Regions from separate parts of the Pan troglodytes genome. Here region 1 is linked to region 2. A link is a contact called in public HiChIP or PLAC-seq data. All regions are on one chromosome and are shown on one strand. The core of a region is the stretch at or near the end of the contact, and the rest is flanking DNA. Distances in the headings are between cores, read along the strand shown.

What was found. HiChIP or PLAC-seq counts read pairs in DNA pulled down with a chosen protein or histone mark.
Region 1: a contact with region 2 is called in an H3K4me3 HiChIP or PLAC-seq map of stem cell-derived excitatory neurons, with 8 times the contacts expected there. The contact joins the enhancer-like site here to the promoter of NDUFAF4 in region 2. A contact is called at or near these places in 4 of 7 Hi-C or Micro-C datasets (blood, induced pluripotent stem cells and stem cell-derived neural progenitor cells), 1 of 1 datasets of contacts at active chromatin or transcription factors (stem cell-derived excitatory neurons) and 1 of 1 other capture datasets (stem cell-derived neural stem cells).

Annotation. Positions count from the first base shown.
Region 1 is chr5:108,988,066-108,992,526 of NHGRI_mPanTro3-v2.0_pri, reverse strand. All of the region lies in intron 5 of KLHL32 (kelch like family member 32), which reads right to left. Among named protein-coding and RNA genes, the nearest start is that of KLHL32, 150 kb to the right of the region's middle. Within about 2 kb of position 2,001, at least 9 of the 24 cell types and tissues checked have an H3K27ac peak or open chromatin away from gene starts, as enhancers often do.
Region 2 is chr5:108,833,776-108,837,886 of NHGRI_mPanTro3-v2.0_pri, reverse strand. NDUFAF4 (NADH:ubiquinone oxidoreductase complex assembly factor 4) reads left to right here and starts at 1,345. Exons shown (of 3, transcript XM_001135738.6): 1 at 1,345-1,592; 2 at 2,412-2,515. The coding sequence starts at 1,457. It overlaps KLHL32 (kelch like family member 32), which reads right to left and starts at 1,175. Exons shown (of 8, transcript XM_016956028.4): 1 at 1-1,175.

The DNA.
Region 1 (4,461 bases), core at 752-3,251, 150 kb before region 2:
AAACAGGATAAGGCTGGAGCACAATTGTTCTTTTTTTCTCAATAAGAGAAAAAGTTCATGTGCTTTAAAAATCCATCAATAGGCTGATATCTTCTTATGAAATTTAAGGAACTAACCAAGACTCCCCACTATATAAATGATTAACTTCCCTCCACTAAGATGATTTGAGGGAGCACCTAAAGGAAGGATCGAAATTTCTTTAGGAAATGATTCTGAGTGCAGTCAACACTCAGAAATTCCCATGATCAAGAAGGAACAAAGTTGTAATGATATCTGTGCTGTTTACCCACCATGGCAAAGTAAAAATCTCAGATGCACACCATGGATTATGAAATATGTAGCAATGGAACTTTCTGTTGAAACATTCAAAAGAAACACGTGCACAGAAGTGCAAAACCCACTGAGTTAACTAGGAGGGTTGATCTACTGTTTGGAGTTACTGGATACTCGCCATTTCTACTTTGGAGAATGTCAGAGAAAGACTGTTTATTGCCCCACCTATGACAATAAAACCATTATCAAGAGCAAAAAGGAAATATTTCTTTTTCTATTCCCAATACTGGCAATGGGGTAGAGTGGGAGGTGCTGAGAGTTGGAAGGAGAATGGAGGAAAGAACAACAAATCCAGCTCATTTGAATGGATTTTTACACAAGGGAGATACGGTTAAAACACAGAAGGGGCCACACTCATCCTTGTCTTCTATATTATCTAAGGTATCTGGAGACCCTCACAGTGTTATCAGTGTGCATGATCTGTACATACGACCTCAGGCACCTTAGCCCACAGTGGGTTCCTCAGCACAGAATTGGTGCCAGAAAAGATTATAAATGCTGTAAGAATATTGTTCAAACACATGTGTTTTTTGTTTGTTTGTTTGTCTGAGATGGAGTTTCGCTCTTGTTTCCCAGGCTGGAGTGCAGTGGCATGATCTTGGCTCACTGCAGCCTCCACTTCCGGAGTTCAAGTGGTTCTCCTGCCTCAGCCTCCTGAGTAGCTGGTATTACAGGTGTCCACCGCCACACCTGGTGAATTTTTTTATTTTTAGTAGAGATGGGGTTTTGCCATGTTGGCCAGGCTGGTCTCAAACTCCTGACCACAGGTGATCTGCCCACCTCGGCCTCCCAAAGTGCTGGGATTACAAGCATGAGCCACTGCGTCCAGCCCACATTGTGTTTTCATTAGGTGACTGAGTTTAATAATATTCCAAAGGAAAATGTCTGTGCCTGAAATGTGACTATTACTCAAGTAGAATGCTAGACGAATGTAATAGAGTCTGCCCCTATTTTTGTTATTTCACTCCGGATGGCTTTCAAGCCCCACCCTTCCCTATTTTCCTGCTTGCCCTACATCTGAGCAAAGGTTTAAAACAGCCTGAAAACTCTCTCCAAAATACACAAGCCCTACCTGCGGGTAGCCCTTGCCCCTGCCCCACAATAAAAGCTAAAGCCAGCCATACCTCCAGGCTCTCTGAAGCCATTTTTGCACCTGCTTAGGAGTCACCCTGCTCTCTCCAGAAAGCCTCATTATGTGAGGAATAAACCTTTTCACATCCTGTTGGGGTGTGTGGCATTATCAGTCTCAACATCCAAATCAGATTTTGGGTTGGGGGAGTGCGCATTCTATTTCTGCCAAGTGACAGCAAGAAAATGAACACATAAATTTATAAATTATTTGGGAAAAACAAGAATACATTTTTCAAAAATCAAAACATACTGAATTGGAAAGCTGATCTTAGAAGGGTGGCCACAGTTAAACTTCTTTGCACAGAGACATTTTAGACACGAATCTGCTGAATGAATGGCTTTATAATTCTTGCAGCACAAACTACACTCTGAGCACATTCTGACTGGATAGCACAGAGAAATTTAATAAAGGAGAACAGACTGGCGTGAAGCAGAGATTGTCACTTAGAATTGGCCCTGCCCTACAGGTGGGAGGCCCTCCTACATGACCTGACTGTGAATCAGCTGTTCTCTGTGAGAAAGAGACAGGTCTTGGGACCAACAAAGCTGTTCATATTTTATGACTTCACTGTCAAACAGGAAGCAGACTAATCTGCTTGTTTGTTTCAATAATGCACTGATAAAAGAGAAAATCTCCCCCAAGGCAAATAACTAGTTTCAAAAGATCTAAAAAAGCAAAAAAGTAACTGATGAAATTCAAACTTCCTCTTTTGTTTCACACTTCTCAAACTTTCCATGTCAACACTCCAGTTATGGACTCTGGCATAGGTCTGACAAGAAGGTAAGGAGAAATGTCACTTTCTGCAAAATTCAAAATAAAGTAGTCCCCCCACCCCCTCTGTTATCGACGGTTTCGCTTTCTACGGTTTCAGTTACCCATGGTAAACTGCAGTCCAAAAATATTACACAGAAAATTCTAGAAATAAACGATTCATGAGTTTTAAATTATGCACCATTCTGAGTGGCATGATGCAATCTCCCACCATCCCACTCTGTCCTACCAAGACATGAATCATTCCTTTGTTCAGCATATCCTCATTGTAGATGCTCTCTGCCTGTTAGTAACCTAGTAGCCCTCTGGGTTATCAGACCACTGTGGCAGTATCTCAGTGCTTGTGTTTATTTTACTTAATAATGGCCCCAAGGTGCAAGAGAGGTGATGCTGGTGTATTGTTATAATTGCTCTACTTTATTGTTAGTAATTGTTGTTAATCTTATTGTGCCTAATTTATAAACTAAATTTTATGACAGGTGTGTATGGATAGGAAAAAAACATAGTATATATAGGGTTTGGTACTTATCTGAGGTTTCAGGCATCCACTGGGGTCTTGGAATATAGCCCCAGCAGGTAAGGAAGGGATGCTATATTCTTCCTTAAAATGTGGATTTCACTGTGTACCCTCCAGAGTGCAAGGCACAGTGGAGGTGCCTCAGGGCCTTTTACTTGCCAGGTAGTTACTGCCAGCTAAAGAAAGGATTGGGAAGCTAAAATATTTAAACCACTGAATAGTCTTAACACTACTCCTGAGAGAAACATTTTAAAAATTTTCTCCCATGTTTGCTCCATGTGCTACTATTTAGCTCAATTGGGTTATGTTTATAAGTAAATCTGACAGAGACTTTCTCCATATAAATGGATACTTCTACCCCTGAAGGGATGGTCCATGAGAAAGCAGATCCAATTAAGATTCCTGTCACTCTGCTGCCTGGCCCGATGCTCAGGTCTCCCGAGAAAAGTATTCTGCTGTGGGGAATACAGCTTCAATGATCATCAAAATGTAATGCATAGTGTTTGCATTATCAGGGCTATATAAAAAAAAGTCATGTGAACTTATTAGGGAACCAAATGACAATCAAAAAAAAAAAGTTACTATGGTGAGACCTCTGACTGAATGAATATTTTTAAAGTAATTTTTCCCTTAACAGAGTATGATAGTTTTCTTGATTGCCAAAAGGCTTCAAAATAAGAACAGTAATGGTGATACAATATTTCCTTGTAAAGATCATATTGAAGCATTCTCTGGGTCAGAGAAATGTATTTAGGGTGAATATCCCCCAAGAGATGGGTTCTTCTGTGATTTTCAGAAGCCAAGGGCTGGAGTTACTGAATAATAAAGAGAAATGCAAGGGAACACAGATCCCAAGGCATCCTTCTTCAGAAGCCCGGATATGACATAATTGGTTCACAGCTGACAGAGTTAGCAGTGCCTGGAAGTGGAGAATTGTAAAGGGGACTATAAACGTCACTATCATTTGGTGCAGAGTTTCTCTCTCCACTGGGTTTCTGGAATCTCTTCATCAGTCTCCAACGGACAGAAAATGAGGAGAGCTCCCCAGAAATTAAGAGGAAGCTAACTAGGTTTCAACCCTTCCTCCACTACATGTAAGGTATTTATCACAGTGCTTGGCATATAGTGTATATTCCTTGACATCATCATAGCCAGAGTGTTAAACAATAAACTTTATTGTGGTTCGCAGTCCTATTTGCTTCCATTTCGGTCCTAAGGTACTCAAATTTCTAAAGGCTTATCCCAAGGCCTTTGGTGCTGGAAGTTCTACTTTCCAAGCAGGGCTCTTCTTTTTATGAAAGGGTCTTGATGTTTTCTGCTCTTTACTGTCAGGCTGGGTTTTTTGGTTTTTGCTTTTTGATTTTCTAAAAACACCTGCCTGCTCCCGGGTGGCTGACCTCTTGTCTAGTTTGGACTGGGATCCATCTCCCAGGCAACATTTCCATCAGAGTATTTCTCTTCCTTCTTCCTCATGCCTCTTCTACTCAGGACTGGTCTGAAACATGAAAAAACTTGGCCACAGTTTCAAAGTGAGGAGAGTAAGGGAGGCCAGGGTAACAGGATGGGCCCTCTTGCCCACCAGTGTAACTGGAGTTTGTATTTTCTTAGATTCACTTTGTCCTTTTCTCTCTAAGGCAGATCTGCCCAGAGTCAGTTTATGTCACCATTTGCTTCCAACCTTGCTCCCAAAACAAGCCCTGCAGAGCAA
Region 2 (4,111 bases), core at 96-2,595:
TGCCATCTTCAGGATAACTTCCCAGTTAATGCTATCTGAGATCACTGATTTCAGCTTCCATAAATTCCAAATACCAATCCCTGTAAAAATGTTCAGTATAATTAAATAAAGGGCATTTAAATTAGAGTGGCTGAAGCCATCTTCCTTGCAGTGCTTTTGCTCTGATTAAGCATTATATTTAATGATTATATTAGTTTTCTTTTTAAAAAACTTTCCCTTTCTTCATTTTGGTTCTTTGATTCTTGTTTTATTATTATTATTCTATTCGATTATCTTTACATCAATATTTTCTTACTTTAAGCTGGTTAAAAACATCCACTCTACTTCATTTTGCTAAGCAGAGATCAGAACACTAAAAATAGATTTTGCAGCCACAGTAAGAGAAATACTGTAACCTCCTTCCTACTGCTTCCTTCCTGATGGGTTTTATTTTAGATTAATAACAATATTTCTAAAGGGTCTTAAATAAAAGCAGCACTACAGTAACCCATTCAGGAAATGGAGAGAGACGGAGAAGGTGAATGTAACACTCGTTTTTTTGTTTGTTTGTTTGTTTGTTTTTTCTGACGTCTTATTGTCTGTTCCTTTCATTAAATTACACAGAGGCTTAAAAAGAATGAAGAAGGCAAGAGAGAAGAGAAATAGGAGAGGGAATGACTCAGCATTTAGTAGCATGGAGAAGTAAATTAGTAGCAAAAATAAGATAAGGGAAAGTATAACTAAAATCGATACCATTAGGTCAAATGAGAACGGGATGTAAAAAATAATGGAAAAAGAATACAGTGGCTTGAAAATGCATCAGGCGGGGGGACAGGAAAATAAGAGGCATTTAAATGAGAGCGGCTGAGAACAAATACTCATCGACAAGGAACATCCTTTCATTATTTTCCTTTCACAAAAGCAGGAAAGGGCAACTTGAGAGCCCAGTTTGACCCTGGTTCAGTAAGTTCCATTTTTATCGGCTAACTCTTTGGTGGCATTGCCCTGTGAAACAACTTCAAGGTCAACTTCCTTACGACTTTGATTTTCAACTCTTCACTGAAACTTTGGAATCACGTGGAGTCTTATCCAATGCTGGGCCTCACTCCACAAGAATTAAATCAGAAAGTCTGGGGTAGGGCCCGGCACAGAACTTTACAGAGCTTCCCGGGTGACTCCCTCGGAGTTCCAGCGTTAAAAGCAACCGTGGGTCTGGGGACTTAAGCCCCGCCACCTCCCGCCGGAAGCGGCCCCCGTGGGAGCAGTCACTCGCCCCGAAGGGAGGGGCTCCCTTTTAAATGCCCTGGGCAGAGAAGCGGTGTGTGGCCTCCCGAGCGCTAGGGGGCGACGGGCACGCATTTAAGCGCCCGCGGCGGGGCTTCCCCTGACTTGTGCGCATGCTCTTGGTGTCCCGGAGTTGTCCTGCGCCGGTGTTCCCACGTGCGGCCTGAACCTGAGCGCATAATGTTATGAGGAGATGGGAGCACTAGTGATTCGCGGTATCAGGAATTTCAACCTAGAGAACCGAGCGGAACGGGAAATCAGCAAGATGAAGCCCTCTGTCGCTCCCAGACACCCCTCTACCAACAGCCTCCTGCGAGAGCAGATTAGTCGTGAGTGGTGCGAGGGCGTTTCGGGGCCCGGGGGCGCGGAGTCCCTGTGCTGCCCGGCTGTCCCTAGCGTGGGTCCGGAGGCCGAGGGATCGGCGTCAGCCTGCTCGGCCGCAGCCGCTCGGGTTGGCGGAGCGTTGGAAGGGGGAGCCGCCAGGCCGGTGACATTGAGACTGTCCTCCGCGCCCGCGGTGAGGTCGGCGGCCCCGCCTACTTCCGAGACCCAGAGGCAGCGGCCAGTGCTCCCGCTAACCAGGCCCTCGCCGGCTGCTGTCACGGACTTGATACAGGGAATCAAAATCCGAGAGGGTCACAGAGCTTTCTCTAGGGGTCTTCACTGGACGATGGACGCAGAGCCTGACCTGGAATTTTGATTTCCATCTAAAGTATTTTCCTAACAGTCCAAATGATTATGTTTATTTTTTAAAAAAATTAAAGTGGTTAGGCCGGGCGCGGTAGCTCAAGCCTGTAATCTCAGCACTTTGGGAGGCCGAGGCGGGCAGATCACCTGAGGTCAGGAGTTCGAGACCAGCCTGGCCAACATGGCAAAACCCCGTCTCTACAAACAATGCAAAAATTAGCCGGGCGTGGTGGCGCGCCTGTAGCCTCAGCTTGTCGGGAGGCTGAGGTGGGAGAATCTCTCGAACCCCGGAGGCGGAGGTTGCAGGGAGCCGAGATCGCGCGACTGCACTCCAGTCTGGGCGACAGAGCGAGACTCCGACTCAAAAAAGAAAAGAAAAGAAAGCGTTTGTGTTAAGCGTTTAGGATATTACAGGAAATTTTCCTTGATTTTAATATTGTGACTTTTTTTCCTTTCCTTAGTCTATCCAGAAGTTAAAGGAGAGATTGCTTGTAAAGATGAAAAGCTGCTGTCGTTTCTAAAAGATGTGTATGTTGATTCCAAAGATCCTGTGTCTTCCTTGCAGGTAAATGTATGTTTAATTAAGTGAATACACAATTTACTTATTTTGGGGCTTCAGGAAAATGATTAAGTGTGGCAAGTCGTAAAAAAAGTGCTCTGCAAGTGTGTGTTGTGATCATTCTACGGGCCTTGGCAAAGTTTAAGCACAGTGGTGTAAGACAGCAAGACACTTATGCCTTGGTTCACTGGATATTTACCAGAATTCTAAAATAACTTGTGGAAGTATTGATACAAGCAACTGTGTGAATTATTTCATAGTATTTCAGAATTTGTAGGATTTGGTAAGGCATTACTTCCAGTGGTTGTCATTTGAGTGACAAAAGCAGAGCTTTAATATTATTTTCTCATTCTTCTGTGGATTGAGGTATGTTCTAATCTCAGAGACTCCTTTAGTAAGTAGTGTTGTTGGATTTTGTGGGGTGTTCTGTTTTTTTTTTAAGGATGTATTCAGATAGGATATTTAAAATTAGAAGGATCAAAGAATACATTAGGAATGGGAACCTATGTGTAAATCCATATTCTGTATTATGTAAGTCCTGGGCACAAGTGCTTTGTATATAGTGATGAACAAAATTAGTCCTTATTTTCACAGGGCCTATGATGTTGTGAAGGACACAGCCATTAAACAAATGAGCAACAATGTGACCGTAATTATGGGAAAAGTACGTGCACTGCTGAGTATATTGGAGGGACCTCTTTGAAATGGGAGGATCAAGGATGGTTTCTGAGGAAGTGATAGTTATGCTCAGGCCTGAGGAGGGATCAGTTGGAGTTAACCAGATGAGTTTTTGGGGGCAGGAAGATTCTAGTTAGGGGTAAAAGTTTGATTAAAGGCCAAGGAAGTGCCAACAACTTCCAGATTTTTTTTTTCATTCTAAAATATTCTGGTACTGTCCCTCTCTCTCTGGATATTTGCACAGATAGAATTATTAATATTATTTTCACTACAGAGGAGAAATAAAACAAGATCTGTTAATCGCTGCACATAGTAATTGTAGGGTTCAGTTATCACCAAATGCTCACATGAAAAAAGTATAGGGTTAATGTCTGTGTTCTTACGTCATTTTAAAATAGGTGTTGAGTAATACTCCCCAAGTATTCTTTCTCTCATGTTACTTAATTATGCATCTGAAAATTCACTCTTGGGAGCAAAAAAAAATTAATGCTTTGTATGTATAAGACTCAGTTATACATATAATGCGTAAAGAGATACGTATATAGTGATATTAAAATTTCATGGGGACATTAGGAAAAGTCTAGATTCCTTAGGGAGAGTGATAATGAAAACTGGAATTGCCTTTTGTTTATGTTCTGTGTCCCTTTTTTTCCTTCAGGCAGTTCATGGTTGTGATGCCTCTAGACATCATTGATACTGTGCCTTTCATATGGCAAATAATTTATTTGTTGTCTGACTTTTTAACATATTTTTTCAAAATTCTGTCAAATATTTCAGTCTTTTTGCCTTTTGTGGTAAAGGAATACTGGGCCCACTCTACCATCATATAAACTCTTCTGTATTTTCTTCTAGTAGTTTTATAACTACTAGAAGAAAAGATTAAAATCTTTATCTGGCATTAAATGTGGTCTTTGATGTCTGGAA